2 separate regions of the Anser cygnoides genome follow, and region 1 is linked to region 2. The links are chromatin contacts, called in public Hi-C maps. All regions are on one chromosome and are shown on one strand. The core of a region is the stretch at or near the end of the contact, and the rest is flanking DNA. Distances in the headings are between cores, read along the strand shown. Region 1 holds the start of MAN2A1 (mannosidase alpha class 2A member 1). Region 2 holds the start of FBXL17 (F-box and leucine rich repeat protein 17).

Region 1 (5,697 bases), core at 1,622-4,121, 470 kb before region 2:
TCGATAGAGAATATGTAAAGGCTCCTGCTTAGGGGTATTCGCACTCCTTGAGAGATCTTCTCCAAAAATTACTTCTGCAAGACATTCCTGTTGGCACTCTTGAACAACCACCTAAGCTCTCGAACTAGAAACCAAGCTCAGGAAGGGTAACTCTTGACTGCAATAGCAGATAAATCTGAAAAAAGTCAGGTTCGCAAGCCTCAACCTGATGCACACGACCCTGAGATCATGCAACGAGAAGGCATCTGGAAGAAACAGCAGAAGTGAAAGTTGAGCAGCAATCCCCATCCTGCATTTTACTACTGGTATTACATACCACGATTCTTTCAGTGAATGCAGACCAACAGGCACTACCAGCTAAAAAAAAAAAAAAAAAATCCAACTCTAATCCTGGCAGAAATTAAAGCTTAGACAGACAAATGCTGATGAGCTACACAGGAAGCTGCTTCCAGAAGAACCCACTTCTCCTCTCTGAGGCTACTGTAAACCACACAGGTCAGGAAGAGCAAGCTAATCAATATGCAATTTCTAGGATATGCAAGGTGAAGGATGCTCTTACAAGAGCTGCACAGAGAAACAGCAAAGTTGAAAAATTAGCACATTGTCAGATCAGAAAGAAGTATGAAGTGAAGCTATCTGAAAATCTGTGGGAAAAAAAAATTAAAAAATCTCAGTTCCTTCTTCAAAGCGATAAGAAAAACTGACCTTTCTCATCATGAAAGAAAATGTCTTCTTAAATCCACGGACATATAATATACTGCTGCCAGAGCTTTTTGCAAACAAAAGCAGCTTGAAGTTTTTACATCTGTGGCTGGTTTCATTTACAGTACATTGAGTTCTGACAACACGGCACTGACGTGATTTTTTGTAAACTAAGGTAGCGTTTTCCTTTCCAATATTTTCGGTGGCTTCTCTTTCCCTCTTCATCTTTCATATCAACTTTACACTGATGTATTATATGGCTCAGAAAACATTTGCTAGGTTCCAGAGGCTTCCCAATTTTAACAAAGTGAAAAACTCCTATTCAGAACCCTATGGACAGCAAATAGGAAATGACAGAGTCACATCAGCTTCACCTGTAACTTCTTCGAAGGATAAAGCAGCAAGAAGAAAAAGGGTAATTTTTCCACCCAAAGGAAGGACTGAAACAGTGCTAAGTAGTGAGAGTGAGCAGCCTCGAAGGAATTTAGGTATGGAAAAGGCAGAAAGAGTAAACGCTGGCGGAATGTTCTAGGAGTCCGAGGGGAGGAAGGAGGACGTGGGGAGACATGCTTGTCTCCTTATGTTGTATAAGAAAGAGATGTTACAGCAGACTGAGGCACTAGACCTTGGTCGTAAGAGAGAAAGCATTATGCTGTAGGATACTGACAGGAATTTCAACTGCAGGACACTGACAGTGGAAAACCAAACACATCTAATATGTCTTCCATATTTACTCCAGTATTTCAAAGCAAATCCTGACATTAAATAAAAAAAAAGAAAAAAGGCCACCTACGTACGAGCTGCCCTGTTCTATTCTTTATCTGGATTAAACTCAACTGGTGAGATAAAAACACGAGGTGCTCTGCTAATATAAGATACTGACCATATCACCAAAGCAGCACTTGTACTAGCTTTTACAAGTATGACACGCAGTATTACTCTCCTGCTGGAACTGTATATTGAACAGATGCAGCCTCAGTAGTCCAGCCTTGTCTCGCTTTCTTCAAAGCTTCTTTCGTGTTCTCTTAGTTCCTGAAACAGCTAGTGGCTGACCTCTGAACTGTAACTCGAAGAAACAAAGGCAGAACTGATCCGTGCTCCTTCTATACACTTCAGTCAAGGTTTTTGCCGTGGCCAGAAATAGAGTGGTGTCAAGTATTATCTTTGCATTAAATGAAAAAATCAGTGGTTCTATCAGAAAAATAAAATTTTACTTTTTCAGCAAGCCTTTTGAGTTCTCCTGTTGACTTGACACCTCACTGTTGTAGGAAAACACGTTCCTCTGTTTTACTGCCTTCAGGGAGGATAAATTCAGCACAGGCACAAACACGCTGCACCTTCGCTGCTTGCTTTTCTACACTTTATTTTGCTTCACGACAATAAAACTCTCCCCACGCAGCAGCGTGTGGCAGACACACAGCTCGGCACAGCACACCACGCGTTCTCCATCCAACACGCTCCCGTCCTCGCCGCGACCAGACGGACACTGCTGGGTTTAACACCACGACGCCGGGCAGCTTCTAGGTGTCCCCCCACCCGGGGCAGAAGGGGCAGGGTCCCACGGCCCCGAGCCCCGCTGCCTACCTGTTGGCGGGGTCACCCCGCGCCCGCAGGTCTCGCTGCCAGCCGCGCTCCTGCCAGCCCCGGCCCCCTCCTGCTCCTGGTGGCTCGGGACGCGCGGCGGGGCCGGGGCAGCCCCTCCCCTCGCTCCCCTCCCGCAGCGCCGCCCAGAGGCCGCGCCCCGAGCCCCAGCGGCCGGCGCCGAGGCTCGAGGCCGCCGCTCGCCGCCGGACGAGCGCCGCGGCGGGGAGGAAGTTGGTGGCGGAGGCACCCTCCGCACCCCCCCTCCCCGTCCTCCTCCCCGTGCTCCTGCCGGTCCCGTCCCGGCGCTCACCTTGGGGAAGGTGCCCTCCCGCCGCGGGCTCTTGGGGTGGTCGAAGTGCCCCCTGTCCAGCATCAGGTACAGCGAGAAGATGACCACGCAGAACACCGCGCTGCCGAACACCGTGAACTGACGGCTCAGCTTCATCGCCGCCGCCGGCCGACCGGCCCCGCCGCGCTGCTCCCGCCGTCTCTTCCTCCTCCTCCTCCTCCTCCTCGCTGCCCCCCCGCGCCCCGCGGGGAAAGTTCCGAGCCGGCGACGGGCGGCGGCACCGCGGCGCCGCGGGGGATCCTCCGGCGGGGCAGCGCCGAGCCCCCTCCGGCGGAGCGCGGCAAGTCTTGCCCCGCGCGGCGCGCCGAGCCCCGCCGAGCGCCCGGCGGCGAGCCGGGAGGCGCCGGGAGGCGCGGATCAGACGGGCGGGCAGCCCGGCAGCGAGCGGGGAAGTGGCGGCGGCAGCAGCGCCGCGGGGCCGACCGAACGCCGCCGCTCCGCTTCCCCTCCTCCTCCTGCGGCCGCCCCGCTCCTGCTCCTCCTCCTCCTGCTCCTCCTCCTTCTCCTCCTCCTCCTCCTGCCGGCCGCCGCACGCTGTCGCCGCCTCCCCCGCCCCGCGGCCCGAGCGCTGCCGCTGCCGGAGCCCCCCGGGCCGCCGCGCACACGCTCCGCACCCACAACAGCCCCCGCCCGCCGCCGCTGCCGCCGCCGCCGCAGCTCCGCGCTCCGCCCCCGCGCGGGTGGGCGGTGCCAGCAGCGTGTCACCGCCGCGGCACCGCCCCCAGCCCTCTCTGCGCGGAGGCCGTTGGCGCCCCGGATAACGGCTGCCCGCGGGCAACCTGCTAAGGGAGCCGTGGGGGCCTCCCCGTGAGAGAGCCGTGTGCCGAGTGCCCCCTTCGGGGGTCGGCCCCGACGCGCACCTCGCTTCTCTGAGTCCCAGGAGCACGCTTGGCAGAAAGCAGCTCCTGTCACGGCGCTGGGGAGGGTTGCAGCCCCGCTCTGCTGCGTCGTTTGGCTCCCAGTTCTCACAGATTTAATGGTTCGGACGTATTCACGCCCGCTGTCTGCTTCTGAGCGGTGTTTTGGGGAAATGTCACTGAGAACTGCACGAGTGCTGAAAGCATGTTTTACCAGTGCACACATAATACATCATTAAGAACTTTTGCTGAGAAGCTCTGACACCCCTGTGATTTGAAGTCCAAAAATAGGTGTTAGCATCACTGCTTTTCTTTTCCTTTCTCACTAACCCTCCCCCCCCACAAAGTTGCTAAAACTGTAATACTAACAAATTTTTGGCCAGCAAAGTTCAGTAGACGGAGCCAGGAAATTTAAATCTATGCTTATTTTTTCCATATTTAGAGCCTGTTCCAGTATCCTACAGAACCTACTTTAGGGATTGATAATTCATAACTTCTAACCCCCTTCCTCCCACTAGGCAAAAAAATAATAATAATAATAAAGTGTTAGATTCTGGATGTGAAAGGCCTTACAGGACTCCTGCAGTTACTGGATATGGATGTTATCAGCTACCATGGTGGGAAATGCTGACAGCAGAGAAACTGTCCACTTTTGTACATATTGACTGAGTTTAAGTTTCAAAACACCGATTTTAATCAGGGGGTGAGAAACAGAGGCTGAAGAGTGAAGCTGAGCGCTGGTGACAATACAGGGGAAGGACAAAAAATGGGGGCTAGCGCAGGAACAGAAAGGGGCCAACAACAGGGAAAAGCGTGGAATAAGAGACAAAACAGGTCAGAGGAAAGAATGACAGTGGAAGGGCACAACAAATGATGACTGGCACAACAGACGAAAGATGCAGGTGGATCTTCTACAGAATCAGAAATAAAACCCAGGAGTTTTGAAACCTGATGTTATCTGCTGTTCAGCAAAAAGCTGTAAACTCACGGACTTTACCTGTTCACATTTGCTCCATCCCCCCCTCTAGCGGCAGATGCACACAGAAAATAAAAATGTTTCTTTTTACATTTGTTACTTTGTTAGTGGAGTTCAGATACCTTTGTCAACCAAAAATCCAAATTTGCAGTGATCTATGTAAGATGCCATTTCCAAATTTCTTTTTCCTAAGAGGGAAATTGTGTTTAAATCTGCAGTAAGCTAACAATAAGATTTCAAAAAATGGCATCGGGATTTGGGATATGTATTATTTAGGGTTCACTCCAAAGCCTTTGCTCATCTTTTACGTGATCAGATAGGTAGTATTTTTCCTCATTTTTTTCTCGACATGTTTAGTTGATTCTTTGAGCAGGGTGCCTAGAGGGAAAGACAGAGTTGTGAACAAACCAGTGATCTGTAGACCTTCTGTTTCTCTAGTTGAAAAAGTCGGAAGCAGTTTGATGAATGAGACAAGAGTACTGCAGAGAGACAATAATGGTCAGGTGGCTAAGAGAACAAAAGTGCCGCACACAGACACTGTTCTCATCTCTATTAAAGGGCTTCTTGCTGATACTGTCACACAAGCCAGCATATCTACCATATCTACAGAAAGCTGGTAGGGGTTCTTTACCTCCCAAGTTCCTTCCCAAGACATAGGTGATCTAACCTGCAGAAGTACACAGAACCCGCATTTGCAGCTGAGGCCAATGAACGCTATGAACTTGGATGTTTCCTCATGAATGTTGTTTTACAGATAAAATTAGTACTGTATAAACTATGATTTCTTCGAACATGACTAAAATGTAAGGAAATTAACAGCTGTATTGCCATTTCACTGTTTCATTGGTGTGTATCAAGTGATGAGAGGCCACAACTGAAGATGACAGTAAAACCATGTGTTGTATCATGATAATTTCAGCAAGTGCAGACCACTGAATCAATAATAGCATGCATCATGTGCAAAGTAGTATCTGGTCTTATGCTTTAAAACTGTGTAATAATGTCTGAGGGGACAAATTCAGATTACATAAAACAGTGTCATGATGTATATATGGACCTCAGGTTTTCTAGGCAACATTTTGATATGTTTCCTGTGTATTTGATTTTGTAACTCTTCCTATTCTTGTTCTGAGATATCTGCTAGATGACACGATATCAGAAATCATTATCTGCTTAGATACTTGTTCTATTTTGTTAGATACACCGTAGTAACCTAATATCTAGTAGCT
Region 2 (6,049 bases), core at 2,797-5,296:
CTTATGTTAAAAAAAAAAAGTATTTCTTGTAGCATTCTTTACTGTTAGCATGTGGTAAAATTGAGAACTTCAGAGATTTAGAATTTCTTATAACCGTCTCTAAAAGTCCAGTGCATTTTTATACATTTAACCCAAATAAATCATATTCCTGTAGTTTCTGGCACGTTTAGTACACTTTGCCTTTCGTATACAATTGCAGCTTGGGGTTATAGTTAGCTTCCCTCATTTGCCACTGCCTTCACTCCCGTTTGTTGCTACATTATGTTGGTGATTTTTCCCTTCTTTTTTTCCCTTTCTAAATCTAAATCCATTTTTGTTGTTGTGGTGGTGGTGGTTTTTTTTGTGTGTGTGTGTGATAGAACTATTGGTTCTTCTACATATTACAAATATCAAATCTGTGTTTCTGTCTGACTTACCTCACTGCCTATCTCACTTACCTCTGCCTTTATAGTAATGTCATCTTAAAAACCATGCTTCTCATCTTTTTTGGTTGTTGTAATATTCCAGTTTTCTTCTTTCATGAAACGTACCGGAATTCATCTGATTAAATGCACTAATATGTGTTCTGTTTATCGTCTGAGTGAAATGCTCCTCCATATAAGGTAGACCAAGGAGAGAGCTATGAATGTTTACAGCAGAAAAGATGTTGGAATTGAGTTTACAAATCTTTGTGAACAGTTAAATAACAAACAAATAAATAAATAAATAAAATGAAAGAAGTATGAGTGGATGTGAATTTATAGAGCAAAACTCTGGTCCTTCTGAATCCAGCAATAAAATTGATAATTAATCTGGATTTTACCTAGAGCATTTAATCTTAGAAATAATATATATACATACATATATCAATAACCAGCATGTAACTAACAAAATCGATCTTCTTGCTCATTTGCTTATTAAGTATGGTATTCCACTTCATGTAGCTTTGCCCTTTATACTATTAAAGTATCTTTAGTAAACTTTTGGATGTCTTTGTAAAATATCTAACGTATTTTGAACATTGTGATAGTACAAACAATGACTTGGTCATGTTTTCTCTGTTGCTGTAGTTTGTCATTCCTTTATCAGATTTTAGAAGGTCAGAAAAACATTGCTGTCCAAAACGTTCCCCTTTTCCTTAGGCCCTATCAACTTTCTGCTGAATTCTAGTACCAGATACTTTAGAAGAAGGCTATAATATCTGGTATTAGGCAGGTCTAGAAAAACCCTCCACATTTAGTGGTTATATTTATGAAACATGAGGGTTCATACCCTCTATTCAACTTATTCTAACTAGAATTTAAGTGTGAATATTATTATTATTAGCTACACAAAAGTTCAGTACTTTTTAAATCCTATTAATCTTACTGCCACAATTATATTTTGTTTCCCAAAATAATCTCCTTTGATTATCAGTACATTTAGATGTTTCACTTTCATTGATTGTTTCCTTTTTATTTCATGAGCATCTAATAACTAATAGTCTGTGTAGTCCAGCAGCAGTACTAACAGTGGTGTACACTCAGTGAAAGATTAGGAATTATGCAGCACACATAGTGAAACAAATTGGACTTTATAAAAGACAGCATATAATTTCCCAAGGGAATGCTGCTAGGTAAAAAAAATCAGTCTAATGACACTCCGTACCTGACATTCAGGTGTCTAAACATGGGATACACCACACGGCAGCTAAAATGCCTTCTTGGCCTGCAGCTGCTGCTCCAGAGGGCCTCAGCTGTGCCCTCCATCAGCTGTCCCAGGCCTTTCCAGATGACTACCTGGAGCATCTCATAACATGTTAGAACAGTTGAATCCCACCCCCTGGCCTGCTTTTCACAGTGCTCATCAGTTGGCCAAAAAACACGATTCTACAAATAAACGTTAGAATTGGCTAAATCCTGATTCTGACAGAGAGGTAAAGTGCATTCAGTAAATTAAAATATCAACCTAGCAGATGGGCAGAGGAGGAAGAAATGTGCAATTAGAAATTAGAAGCTACTTATTACTTGAAATGTTTGACAATGCAGGCTGAAATCATTAGGAGAAATCCCTGGTTTGCAAGGTTTAAAAAAGTAAGATGACGATAGTGTCATACTGCCTAAATCAAAAGACACTCTACCAACTGAGTTGCTGCTGGTTTTCAGCCTGACATCTTCTAGACGGAAAAAATTACTAACATACATGAGAGTTAACATTTCTAAAGAGATTTCTCTAATAAAGAATTCTTAGGGGTCCACAAAACTGAAAGACAATAAAAACATGAATGGGTCTATTCACAGATAAAGACAATAAATTTGTCTGAATGTAAAGCTATAGAAAAGAAACATTTACTGTATCTAATTCTGTACTGCAAAAATGAAGCCATTGGTAATTCACATGATAATTTTCTCTGACTGTTCTGCCATCATTTGTCATCACGTCACAAATATTTGTACTATCTGTAGTTGTACTGACTGTGAATTTATGTTTACCTCTGTTATGGATTGAACTCAGCCAGCAGCTAAGCAACAACAAAGCCACTTACTCCCTCCCTCCCCCAGGAGATGAGGGAGAGAGTGGGAAGACCAACAGTGAAAAAAAATACATGCAATGAAATATAGAAAGTTTAATAAAGAAAGCTATCTGAAGGTGAAATTACTTAGGAAAGGTGGGACTAGAAGAGATGATATCTTCCTTGTCTGTGTTCTGTGAAAAACAACATATTTCAAAAGGAGGCAGCAGAGGTGGATCACACCGAGGTAAATATTGGAGGAATAGGAAGACTTCCATACGTGAGATATATGTGTAGAGACGGTATGTATACGTTTCAGAATAATGCACCAACATATCTCAGACTATCAGATATGAAAGCAACATACAGAAGCCAGTCACCTTTGCCAAAATTTCTGCACGAAATACTAATACGTGATCACATAAGTAAAGGCAATGTCACAATGATGCTTCAGAAGTTGTCCAGACAGATTTAATCATGAGCTTTATTTGGAATATTTGACATCATAAGCATTTATTCTGAATGCTGTTCAGTTTGAATGCTTGAATTTGACTATTCTTATTCTTTTAGAGTTGTCTTTGCTCATATGAAAATATTGAAATTTGAGGGAGGAAAGGACCTTGCCAAATTTTTGCCAACATCTGCTGCAATTTATATTGGTGGATCTCAATGAGTTATTAACTCAGTTAAAACATTCTATTACTCTACTTTTATCCAAAATATTTTTCTTACAGCTAACATATTTTTACTGAACTGTTGAGGTGTAATAATACAGGTATCAGACAAAAATAACAGCACCACACGTGTTTCAGACCTTATATATGGTTTCTCGTGGGCAACAAGCCACAAGATCTCAGTCTTATTATATAGGACTGTGCACGTCTGCTGTTGGCCTTTGTTACTTGACGATAGTGCTAGATCCTAACCATAGCTTGCTTTGTCCCTCCGCTTTCACTCAGGCGAACACCTTTCACTAAAGGCAAATTTCAACGTGTACTTAAAAATACACATGTAAGTCACCTTATGTGAATGACTGGGAACTGGATGCTGACACACACAAGTCAAATTTGCCAAGCGTGTATTAATGCAGTAGCTGGGCCCACGGTGGCACAGGCAGAAGGGCAGCGAGCAGGCCCAGCCCCTGTTTGCGGCCGGGCAGGGTGCAGGGGGCAGCAGGAAGCAGGGCACGGGGCGGTGTCGGAGACGATCGGGGGCTTTGGCCGGAGAAAGCACTCGGTGGCCTTGGCTCCAGCCGCAGTCCGTTGCAGAGCCGTGGAGCCACCCTCGGCGCTCGCAGTCCTGCGCAGCCGCACGCACTGCGCCCCTTCGCCGCCTTCCCGGCCAGTTTTGCCCCAGATCCCGTGTTTTCGGCGCCGATCTGAGCACCGACCCGGCCCTCTGCACCGCCTCCCAGCCCCTCCAAAGCTTTCCGGAGGGCGCCGAGCTCCTCCGGAGGGCTCGCAGCGCCCCCGCCGGCCGCCGGCGCCCGTGCCCCGCAGCGTCCCGCCGGCAGCGCCGCCTGCCGTGCCCCGGCGGCGGCAGGGGAAGCCTCCCTCCTTCTCCCTCCCCGCTCCGCGTCCCGGAACCCGCCCCGCCGTCCCCCGGCGCCGCCACCTGCCGCCGGCAGCATGGCAGCGCCCGGCGCCGCCCGCCGGTGACGCCCCGCGGGCCCTTTCCTCCGCCGCCTCCTATATGGGCCACCTGCTCGCCAAGGGGGCCACCAGCCGGAGCCGGGACAGCGCCGCCACCACCCACCGCCGCCGCCGCCGCCGGCGGAGGAAGGTGGCGGCGCGGAGCCGCAGCTGCTTCCTGCGGGGGCCCTGCATGCTCTGCTTCGTCGTGCACGGCGCCAGCCCGCCCACCGCCGCGCCCACGCCGCCCGGCGGGCACCCGCTGCCGCCCTCCGCCCGCCGCCTCCTCCTCCTCCGCCTGCCGCCCGCCGCCTGGCAGCCGCGGGGCCGCCGCCAGCGCCTGCTGCTCTCGGGCCTGCTGCCCTCGCCGCTGCGGGGCCTCCTCCCGGGACCGGCCGGGCCGCCTACCGAGGCGCTCTCCGACATGGTGTGCAAGCGCAAGGGGGCCGCCGGCCTGCCCGCCTGCCCGCCCTGCAAGCAGCCGCGCTGCAACGCCGCCAGCGCCGCCGCCAGCGCCGAGACCGAGGCCGCCGCCTGCCAGTGCCCGACCGGCGAGCCCCAGCCGCGCGCCCTGCCCTCGGACGGCGCGGACGGCAGCGAGGGGAGCGGAGGGGGGCAGCCCGCCCCGCCGCCTCCGCCGCCCCCGGCCGAGGGCGAGAAGGATCCGGAGGAAGAGAGGAGCGGCCCGGTGGGCTGCCAGGAGCCGCAGGAGCACCCCGGAGACGGCTGCCGAGAGCCGCTGGCCGCCCCCGACATCAACCAGCTGCCGCCCTCCATCCTCCTCAAGGTGGGTCGCGGGGCAGGAGCGGGGGGGCGGCCCCGAAACGCAGCCGTCGCCCTGATAAACCCCCCAGGGAGCCGAGTCCCTTCAACCACCTTCCCTGGCAGCCTCTTACTTTGTATCTTCAAACCCCGGTCTTGCCTTGTGTCCCGTGGCGCTCCCGCTGTTACTGTTCTCTTTTCAAGTAACTTTTCACTTTTAAGCTACTCTGGCGGTCTAGTTAGAATGTCCTCGTCTTTCTTCACCTAAACCTTAGGTAAAAACACTCTCCTGGCTGGAGCTGGGGTCTGTGATGTCCTCCACAGTGATGCAAGTGTGTCTTTACGTGCTGGGGTGCAGAGCTCGGAGTCCTGGAGCAGTTTACTCTGGGGTCAGATGGCTGAACGTAAAGCAGGGTGTGATAATGGAGGAGTGAGAGGCAGGGCACTCGTCCTATCTGTGAGCAGGTCTGTGCTGCTCGTTGTGCAACCCCGGTGTAGGAGGTATTTCCCGAATGCTCACTCTGCTGTTGTCAAACATGGGCCGTCTACTCTCTGTCGTGCACATCATTTTGTTTTGTTTTTTGAGGTGCATATATTGATACGTGTCACCTGCCTTGTAAGGGCACACCGTGTTTTATAGATTCATTACTCAAATTCCCTTTGGCAGTGTTGTGGTTTAACCCGGCTGGCAGCTAACCACACAGCCGTTCGCTCACCCTCCCCCCTCCCTCTCTGGGATGGGGGAGAGAAACGAGAGAACTGTAGCCTGTGGGTTGAGATAGAGACAGTTTATTAGGACAGAAAATAAAATAATAATATTAATATGTACAAAACAAGTGATGCACAATGCAATTGCTCACCACCCGTTGACTGATGCCCAGCCTATCCCTGAGCAGCCGGTCACCCACCCTGGCTAGCCACCCCTATATATTGTTTAGCATGATGCCATATGGTATGGAATACCTCTTTGGCCACTTTGGGTCAGTCGTCCTGGGTCTGTCCCCTCCCAACTCCTACTGCACCCCTAGCCTGCTCGCTGGCAGGACAGTGTGAGAAGCTGAAAAGTCCTTGGCTTGGTGTAAGCACTGCTCTGCAACGATTGGAACATCAGTTTGTTATCAACATTATTCTCATCCTAAATCCGAAACATAGCACCCTACCAGCTACTAGGAGGAAAATTAACTCT

What was found. Hi-C and Micro-C count contacts between places; a contact is called where the count stands out from the background.
Region 1: a contact with region 2 is called in a Hi-C map of liver, with 8 times the contacts expected there. The contact joins the promoter of MAN2A1 here to the promoter of FBXL17 in region 2. A contact is called at or near these places in 3 of 7 Hi-C or Micro-C datasets (granulosa cells and liver).

The regions. Positions count from the first base shown.
Region 1 is chrZ:28,018,000-28,023,696 of Taihu_goose_T2T_genome, reverse strand. It overlaps MAN2A1 (mannosidase alpha class 2A member 1), which reads right to left and starts at 2,871. Exons shown (of 22, transcript XM_066987870.1): 1 at 2,597-2,871. The coding sequence starts at 2,731.
Region 2 is chrZ:27,548,234-27,554,282 of Taihu_goose_T2T_genome, reverse strand. It overlaps FBXL17 (F-box and leucine rich repeat protein 17), which reads left to right and starts at 4,046. Exons shown (of 9, transcript XM_066988859.1): 1 at 4,046-4,888. The coding sequence starts at 4,163.